2 separate regions of the Mus musculus genome follow, and region 2 is linked to region 1. Evidence: chromatin contacts called from public Micro-C data. All regions are on one chromosome and are shown on one strand. Each heading gives the region's core, a stretch centred on a gene start, on an enhancer-like site or on the middle of the called end of the contact. The rest is flanking DNA. Distances are from core to core; before and after follow the strand shown.

The links. Hi-C and Micro-C count contacts between places; a contact is called where the count stands out from the background.
Region 2: a contact with region 1 is called in a Micro-C map of muscle stem cells, with 2.5 times the contacts expected there. The contact joins two enhancer-like sites. A contact is called at or near these places in 4 of 39 promoter capture datasets (embryonic stem cells, hippocampal neurons and stem cell-derived epiblast-like cells), 1 of 15 datasets of contacts at CTCF or cohesin (embryonic stem cells), 17 of 484 Hi-C or Micro-C datasets (the C2C12 cell line, CD8 T cells, the G1E-ER4 cell line and 8 more), 2 of 115 datasets of contacts at active chromatin or transcription factors (acute myeloid leukemia and embryonic stem cells) and 4 of 9 other capture datasets (adipose tissue, embryonic stem cells, liver and 1 more).

What each region holds. Positions count from the first base shown.
Region 1 is chr2:104,128,375-104,132,790 of GRCm38.p6, forward strand. No RefSeq gene overlaps it. Among named protein-coding and RNA genes, the nearest start is that of A930018P22Rik, 7.8 kb to the left of the region's middle. Within about 2 kb of position 1,902, at least 41 of the 459 cell types and tissues checked have an H3K27ac peak or open chromatin away from gene starts, as enhancers often do. A contact at or near this core is called in muscle stem cells, where this site is marked.
Region 2 is chr2:104,254,650-104,259,065 of GRCm38.p6, forward strand. D430041D05Rik (RIKEN cDNA D430041D05 gene) reads right to left here. Exons shown (of 21, transcript NM_001368844.1): 2 at 3,515-3,859; 3 at 307-921. Among named protein-coding and RNA genes, the nearest start is that of Gm22501, 29 kb to the left of the region's middle. Within about 2 kb of position 2,217, at least 4 of the 459 cell types and tissues checked have an H3K27ac peak or open chromatin away from gene starts, as enhancers often do. A contact at or near this core is called in muscle stem cells, where this site is marked.

The DNA.
Region 1 (4,416 bases), core at 652-3,151:
ATCATCTGGAGGGGAAGAACACTGGGTCCTCCCTCATATGGCAAAGAGGGCCTAACAGGAGAGGGAATTTACTCTGGCAAACCGGTTTTATAGTGGCATTAATTTGATGAAAGAGAATGTGGGCCCATGACCTAAACACCCCCGTAAGGCCCTGTTTTCCATCATACACAGTTACACTGAGAGTTAAGCTTCCAAGATGAATCTTGGAGGGGACAGAAACAGTCACGTGACAGTACAGGTTATGTAGCACCCAGTAGAGAGAGACCAGCTTGAAGGGAGGCATAGAAGACTCACCTCAAACTGTGGGGATTGCCTGTGTGGTATGTGGGTATGGAGGCTGGGGGATGAATAAATGGGGTGGTGGGAATCCTGGAAGTTGTACACGTAGTGTGTGCAAGGATTTGTGTGGTAATCCCAGCCTGAGGACCCAAATCCGCATGCCTACGAGCATGCCTCAAATCTTTGAGTATTTCCAGCACGCCAGGCTGGAGACCCTGGAGCTGTGGGGCGAGGTGGGACTGGCAAGCTGCAGGGCTTGGGCTCAGTGTTCAAGGGAATAGCTCCCCAGTGTAAGCAGTCATTCCGTCATTGCCAAAGCTGGCGTGTGAGCACAAGGTCAGGTGGCAACCTGGTTTCTCAATCTCGGCAACTCATTCCGATGGTTCCAAAACACTGCGCAGGCCAAAAGGGTGAAAGAGGAAATTCCTTGAGTTGACAAACTTTGTTCTACTAAGACCCTTGCAGCCTGACAGTCACTCTGGATCCATTCCCCCAGTGCCTGGAAGAGGACAGACTTGAGTTCGGGTATGTTCAGTGCTTCTTGTTTTCCTTGAAAACTTTGGACTTTCAGACAGGTGACTGCTGGGGGCAATGAGAATCGGCCAGGAAAACCAGGTACAGAGCTCAGATGGAGACAAAGTGGGGAGGAGGGGGTAGGGGCTGTGATCCATTACCTCCAGAGAGTCCAGAGTCCAGAGAGCCCTCAGGGGCTACCCAGATAAGTGGCTCCGGCTAAGTGCTCAGGTGTGGCAGTGGACAAACATCTCATTTAATGCCTCCCACCACATTGTGGGGTAGGTCTCTCTGAGCAAGTTTTCTAAACAAGAAGCTAATGCTCCCCGGCCAGGTCACTTCCCTCCAGGCATAGTCAAGGAGCTACAGAGCTAGCTCAGAATCTAGGTCTGCTAAGGCTGCCCTACAGGTTTCTTCCTCAGTGAGCATGGCTGCAGAAACCCCAGAAAGCAGGACATAGTGGTCACCGTGGCCCAGCTTGGAAGGCTAAAGCACACGCATCATAGCATGTTTAAGACCATCTTGCTCCACACACTTCCAGGCCACCCAGGACTATGTAGCAAGACACTGTCTCAAAAGCCAAAACACACCAACCAGAACAGGGGCTGGGGAGACAGCTCGGTGGGTAAGAGTGCTCGCTGTGTACACATGAGGATCTGAGTCTGGATTCCGAGCACTCACACACAAAGCTGGGAACAGCTATGGTGCAGTAACTGCAGTGCTGGGGGCTGAAGAGGGTTGCTGGCCAGCAAGTCTAGCTCCAGGCTCAGCAAGAGACCCTGTGCCAAAGGAATAAGACAGCAATTGTGCAGGATACTTGATGTCTTCCTCCAGATTCAGTACATATTAACACACCTGGACATATACCACACACACTCACATACCACACACACACACACACACACACATCCCACACACTATCCTCCCAAAACCCAACAAAGCAAAACCCCAAAACTAAGAGCTGTAAAAGTTGTGTGTGACAACACAATGCAGAGATTGAATTCTGACCCCTCCCAGGTGTTCTCCTGGTACTCTTGAACTGATTAGGTGACACAGCAGGCCATGGAGGATGGTACGCCTGGCATTTGCTTGCCAGTGTCCACACACAACAGCCAGTTGGCGAGCACTGGGTGTAACCGCCTGCTCTGGGTCCCTGAGATAACCCAGCCCTACCCTCCTCAGACAGCTGCAGCAGCCAGACACAGACTTCATTCACACCCGCCAAAGTGGCCTCATTTCTTGCAGACTGCACATCTCAAGTACTAACTTGTCTGTGCTTGGAGCTGTTGTGGAAAATCAGAGGCTTTCAGTGGCTGACTGGGAACCAAAGCCATCATGGAAGGGCTGACAGTATTCTGGTATTACTCACTTACTTCAGCGCTGTGGGATCATACGATTGCTGATCATGTGATTGCTTCTCTGGAGACAAGACAGAGTGGGAGAAAGAAGCTGTTTCTCCAAAGAAAAAGATGCCTGGCAGTGAAGGAGACCATGATGGAAGCAACTGCCTAGGCTTAAAAAGGAGTAGAAGAGTCAGCTGCAGGTGTAGGAGAGCCAACTATCCATTTTTTCAGGAGTTCTACGAGCAATTTATCAAATGTAGTCACCATTAACAAACTTTTAGGGAGTCTGAGACAGGGAGTTGGGAGTCTGAGGTCTGTCTGAACTTCATAATAAATTCCAAGTCCAGGACTGGAGAGATGGCTCAGCAGTTAAGAGCACTGGCTGCTTTTCCAGAGGTCCTGAGTTCAATCCCAACAACCACACGGTGGCTCACTATAAAGAGATCTGATGCCCTCTTCTGCATGCAGGTGTACACACAGCAGAGCACTCATACACAAACAAAATAAGTAAAAATAAATAAATCAAAGTCCAACCTGAACCACACAGCAAGAACGAGTCTCAAAAGTTAAAGTCTCAAAAGTTAAAGTTAAATTGTATCAATTTACAACAGACTGGTGGCACAGCTCTGCCATCCCAGCCCCGGGAGGGTCAGGCAACAGGGTGCCCTCTTCTGGCCTCTTCAGGGACTGCATGTACATGGTGCATATGGCTAAATGCAGACACAAATAATGATAAATAAAACTTTTAAAAAATGACAACACATGTTGACAATTCTGAACTTCCTAATTATTTTGTTATATCTATGCTCAAGATAATTTACCCATGTTGGGTCTATAGGGTGGAAATAGCGCATAATTGCATCTCTTCCTGATGATGCACAGGGAGAATATTTACACTGTGAAAACAGGCACATGTACTGATGCGGGGTTGTCTTCCCCTTCCCCCAGGAGAATGTCGCTAAGCACCAGCACATCCCCAACTAAATGGGGAGCAAAAGCACAGCCTTGTTTGTAGCTGAGCTACAGGGGTAGCTGCTTGGGAGCAATCAAGGCCAAACTGAAATATATATAAGCTAGTTGCTTCCCCTGGCTTGATGTGTCCCCTCAGTTACGGAGGGGGAGAAGTCCTGAAAGAAGCAGCTGGTCCTGTCCACAGGGAAGGCAGACTGACCAGGGGCTGTCTAGCTATAGACGCAGGAGATAAAAGATTGCACACTGCTCCTGACTTCTGATGTGGTAGACCTTGTAAGCCAGGTGGAGGAACGTCCTGCAACCTGACCAGATTAACAAAGTCTGCTTTAAGTAAAGCAAGATAAAGGGCAAGGCAGAGACAGGAGCCTGTACACAGAGGCCAAAGGCCTTTGTCTACCACTGCTGACTGTTTTGAGCAAGACAGAACATGAAACCCACTAGGAATTGCAAGCAGCTGTTATGGGGTGACCCTTTGGTCATGTCGACAGAGTACTCTGGTGTAAGGGGCATCTCTCATTGCCTTATTATTTTAATCATTTGTGTGCTTCCCCGGTGCCAATGGAACCAGGCAAGATTTGGTGCCTGTAGGACCTGGCTTCTGGGAGCAGCAGGGTGAGAGAGCCTTTCAAAACCGCTCTGAGTTTTCAGTTCCACTGCAGGCAAGAATGCTGTTGTGTCTTAGGGTACTTTGGCCTTTCTCTGTCAGATTTATCACAGAGCAGATATGCAACCATGGCCATGTTGATCTTTCTGAGTCTGCTTCCGGCAGGGCAGAGATCCGGCAGCATAGGACAGCTGTGAATCCTTGGGGATTTCTAGTCCTTGTAGGAAGGACACGGGCCTCAGTGTTTGAGCTGCTGATGCAGGGAGTGATGGTAGGTAAGAGCTCAGAGCTCAGAGCTAGTGGGATGCTGAGACACAGGGAAGTAGAAACGTTGACGTTATATAACTCTAGGGCACAGCCTCACAAATGGGGACAAGGAGATGGGTGTGGCTGGGAGGAAGTTAGGGGAAGTACTTTTTTCCCCAACAGACAGTGCCCAGGGTTCTGTCTCTCTGTAGGTGGCACCTCCAAGAAAGGACCATTGATGTTGGCCAGTTCTTTCATCCATCCATACCAGGTGTCAGCACATCCAAGGTGATGTGGACACACTACCTGGAGGGCAGTGATTAGAGAGGAGTCTGAGAAGTCTATGGCATGAAGCTGCATGCTCTCCTGTTCTGGGTACAGTTAGGAAACGGCTTCCTTCCGTAGCATTGTGGGCGACAGTACAGGTCTTGGGTAACAAGCCATAGAAAGAAGCCTAGA
Region 2 (4,416 bases), core at 967-3,466, 130 kb after region 1:
AGCTTTTGAAAAACACGGACTCAAAGAGGTTACCTTGGCTCCTTGTGTTAAGCACTTTAGCAACTGAGCGTTGTCCCCAGCTGCAGACAGTCATTACTGAGCACTGGAGAATGTTAAACATAATTCTAAGTGCCTACAAGTTCCAAGTACTACTCCCCTCCCCAAGCGTGACAACTATAATGGCAAAGCCAAGTGCCTCTTGGAAAGGGCGGGCAAGAGTGTGCCTGATCGACAAGCACTGATTTGGCACTTTCTATCACATCTCTGAAGTCAGGACTGCAGAACAATAAGACAGTGACCTCTTACCTGTCTTCACTAGGAACTTGTGGGACATCTGACAGTCCAAGTTGGATGCCATTCTGCCAGTTGTGGCCATTGCAGTAGACACAGCCGGAAAAGCAGCATCTGTGTTTCCTGTCTGTAAAGATGGCAGCCTCGTGGCCTTTACTGATGCCGTCATGGACGTCAGCGCAGCTGTGATTGTCAGTGGACGGGGCGTGGATGCTCTGGGTGTGTCTGGCCTGGTAGGATTAGGGAGACCAGTGTGCATGGCTTGTGGCTTCTTGGGGAGGTGTGTTGTGGACAACAGGCCGGACACAGAGCCTGTTGCCCCTTGCATGGCTGTGTGTGTGCTCAGGCTGTGTGCTGTCCGGGCAAGCATGTAGGTTGGTGTGAATGGGAAGGCTGTGTGGATGGTCCCTGCTGTCACCTTTGGGCCTGATGCTGCCTTGTTGGTGACGTTTTTAGCTAGAGCAGTGGTCAGACTGCTCTTGGCTAAGTTGCTGCTGCTGCTGCCAGTGCCCTTAGCAGTGAGTGCTGCAGACAGTGGCGCTGGACTTGATCTTCTCAGAAACAATGTGGTGGTGGCGGTGGCTGCTGCAGTTGCTGACAGTTCTCCTTTGGAGGACACAGAGGTTTCCACTGCAAAGAGAGAAAAGGAAAAGTTTGTCACTGGACCGGGATGCACACACCACAGTCTTGATGATGAAGGAATGTCGCTTATGAGCTTGCTAGTGTAAGAAGTCTCTGCATTCCAGACTTGCAGAGGGGAGAGCTCAGGGAAACAGCTTTAGGTTTATTAAGTCAATCAGCCATAACGAGAATGCCGCTTACAGCAAAGCCATGGTTGTTGATAACAAGGACATATATTCTGAATACTTTCAAAAAAAAAAAAATCAGGTAGGCTGGATGGATCGGCGCCTGCCTGCCTGCCTGGAGCTGCACCTCACTACTGAACGAGGGGAGGCAGGTTGCTTCAAAGCAAAGCTGAGCATCAGTGTGAAGCTTGAAGATGCTTTGGCCGAAAAAGCAGTCATACCTGTTTTCTGGGTACCAGGAAACAAACTACCTGTGTGAGTGGCTGCACCTGTCCATTTCTTGGGACGCCGGGAGGTTCGCAGCACTTTGGAAGGGGTCCTGGAAAAGGCACCGGTTGGTACGGAAGGTGAGGCTGTAGATGAGTGATATTCCAGGACACTCTGGAATTGTGGGGAGCCATTTTCCCCTGGTGATAGATAGATGTCACTGGAAATGTGTGAACCTGCGTCTGTTCCATCTGAAAGCATTTGGTGCAAGCTAGCCGCAGAAGCTAAACTTGGCCAGGTTGGCCAAAAAGGATGGGCCGGCCGGATGGGCAGTTGTGACATAGGATTTTGACTTGTGGAGGAGTAGTAATGAACCATTTCTGTGTCAAAGTCTCTGGCATGCTTGCCTGTGGGCGGGAAGTCTGTGTGGCTTTCGACTACGGCCTCTTCTGAGGGTTGGAGAGGCTGGCTGGTCCTGGGACTGAGGACTGGGTCCTGGAAGTTAAAGCTGTCTGCAGCCACCAGCTGCCCAGCAATCTCTTTGAAATTCCGAGATTGTAATGCATTGGCAGCTGAAGTTGTACCACCGGGAAGAGCCACTGAAGCTGGACGAAGTTCCCGATGTGTGGAGTTAATTGTATGAGTGTTTACATCATGATTCGTTTGCTGCTGCGAGCCAGATATCCCCGATTGTGTGGCGAGGGATGCAGTTTCTGCTGAAAGAAAGCTCCAGAAAACATCTGTGGCTGCTGGCTTTCTCGTGCCTCCCATTGTTGGGAGACCATGGACGTCGGTGGAGGAGGGAAGTTCTGTCACCTGTTTGGAAGCCGAAGCTGGCAACTCTGACTGGCTTGTGACAGCTGCGAGAGACTCCAGCTTGGTACCGGAAGAGCGAGGAGAAGCAGCTTGTGTGGTGAGCGCGGATGATGGAGGTGACCCTGGAGGAGAGAGGTCTGTTCTTAGTGCTGTCATGATGAGAGGTGAGAGACGACCTGTGTTAAAATCAGAGGTGGATCCAGTCACTGCACGACGACTGGGGGCCTCTTTCGTTGGCAGAGCCCACAGAGAAGTTGTCCCGTTTGCCTTTTCATTTGTCCAGAAAATGGCTGCTGCCCTGTCCTCCTTTTGCTGAGGAAATGTCCAAATTGTAGGAGGAGGATTAGGAAGTTTGCTTGAGAGAAGCTGTGTGGCTGCATCAGGAAGGTATTCATCATGGGCACCTTCTCGGGACAAGGGTGCCTCTGGCACAGGGGCTGGAGAGGCGTGATCCTTATTGGGCTGGCGGACAGTAAGCAGGGAGAGAGGGGTGCCTGTCCCCTTCAGTGGTGATCCAGGAGCTGCCTCAGGATGGACCATTTGCCCTTGACTGAGTGTAGTAAGAGGCTGAGGAGGAGGCACCAAAGAGGAAGGTTTGTTTTCTGGGGAGAGGGTGGGCTTTCTGGAACTCTCTGGCACTTCTGACAAATGTGGCCAGTTGGCAAAACTATTTGTAGGAGGAACAGGGGCTAGCTCTCTGCTGGTCATCACTGACTCTGCAGTCTGGAATCGTGGGGCCCAGGCCCCATAGCTTGCTGCCAATGTGCGCAGATAAATGGGCAATGACTCTGCACCACGCCCTCTGACAGGCCCCGATGTGCGGAATGGCTGGGTAGATACAGGACTCAAAGCCTCTTCCCACATGGACCGTGAGGAGGTTACACCTGGAAGGCCTCCAGGGGCTAGGGAAGGGAGAGACAGGTGGTCTTGTTCTGCTATGGAGCTCAGAACCCCAGGAGTTGGGGAAGCTGCTGGGCGGGGACTCTCTGATAGGGACGGCTCAGAGTACTGCTTTGTGGAGGATGTAGAAAAGTCTAGGCGAGGGGTACCTATGAGAGTCTGGGCATCTCTGGATGGAAAGAGGTTTGTTTTATGAAAAAATGGGTTCAGGACATTAACTGGGCTCTGACCTGAAGAGAAGTCAGCTGGTGTCATTTGGGGAAACAAAGGCACTTTGGTGGGATGCTGTACTGGCTTAGGAGTGGGGATGGAATGTGGTGAATCAGGGGCCAATGAAGATGATGATGGTGGAGGGAGAAGAAGGGAGCTGTCTGACCTCAACGGATGCTTTGAAAGGAAAGGCATCCCTACCAGGGGCTGTGATGGGGAGACAGCACTCGAGGTGGCTGATGGGGCTGTAGGTAATGGGGGAAGCATGCTGGTGCGAGGCAAACCTGACATGTCCGCTGCTTCTCTTCCCCCTTCAGGCCTTGTTTGGACCAGAGTCTCAGTGGGGTCCTTGGCAAGATCCAGGGAGGCGCTATGTCCACTTCCTTGGTAAGGGGATGAAGAGAAGTCCACATGTGCCCTGGTCCTACGGTGTGCCTTAGGCAGAGGTGTCTGGGATAGCTTCAGCAAGGTTGTGTTGTCAGGAGGCTGTCCCAGCACATTCTTGAATCTGTCTGCTGCTGAGGAAGACTTGACTTCCAAGAAAGGCCATGTTGGTGAAATTGGTAACAATTTCCCAAGGGGAAAGGACTCTGAGGTCGGAGTGACATGTATCTGTAGATTGTCTGTCCCTGTGAAAGAAAGCATCCACATGAGATGTGGGATCAGGATGCACTGCAATGGGCAGGCGCTGGAGACAAGGAGCAAGCAAGACAGGCCCTGCCTGGCCACAGTCCTTCTGCTCATCACAGAACCCTCATGAAACAACTCAAACAAGGAACGAAGTAGCAAGGAACGAAGTAAGTGCGATGTATTGCAGGAAACCCACAGGGAAGTGCTATAAAAATTAGACTTTGATGAAGGGATTTTTTGAGACAGGGTCTCACTTTGTAATTCATACCTATTAACCTGCTCTCCCTCCCATGGCTGGGAGTAACGCATGTTCCACCATGCCTGCTTGATGAAGGGATTTTCAAACAACATTGTGGGAGACACTCATGTGTTTAAATAGTTTTCTATCACTTACTAGGCTTAAAGCATAGAAAAATCAGAAAGATGTGGCTGCCTGCAGCTAGCAAATGATACCAAAGTAGACATGATCCAAGAACCCATGATGCACAAGGAATGTGAAAAATATACTCAAGGAAATACCTCAAGGATAAATGGCTTCAATAGAATGTATTTCTCT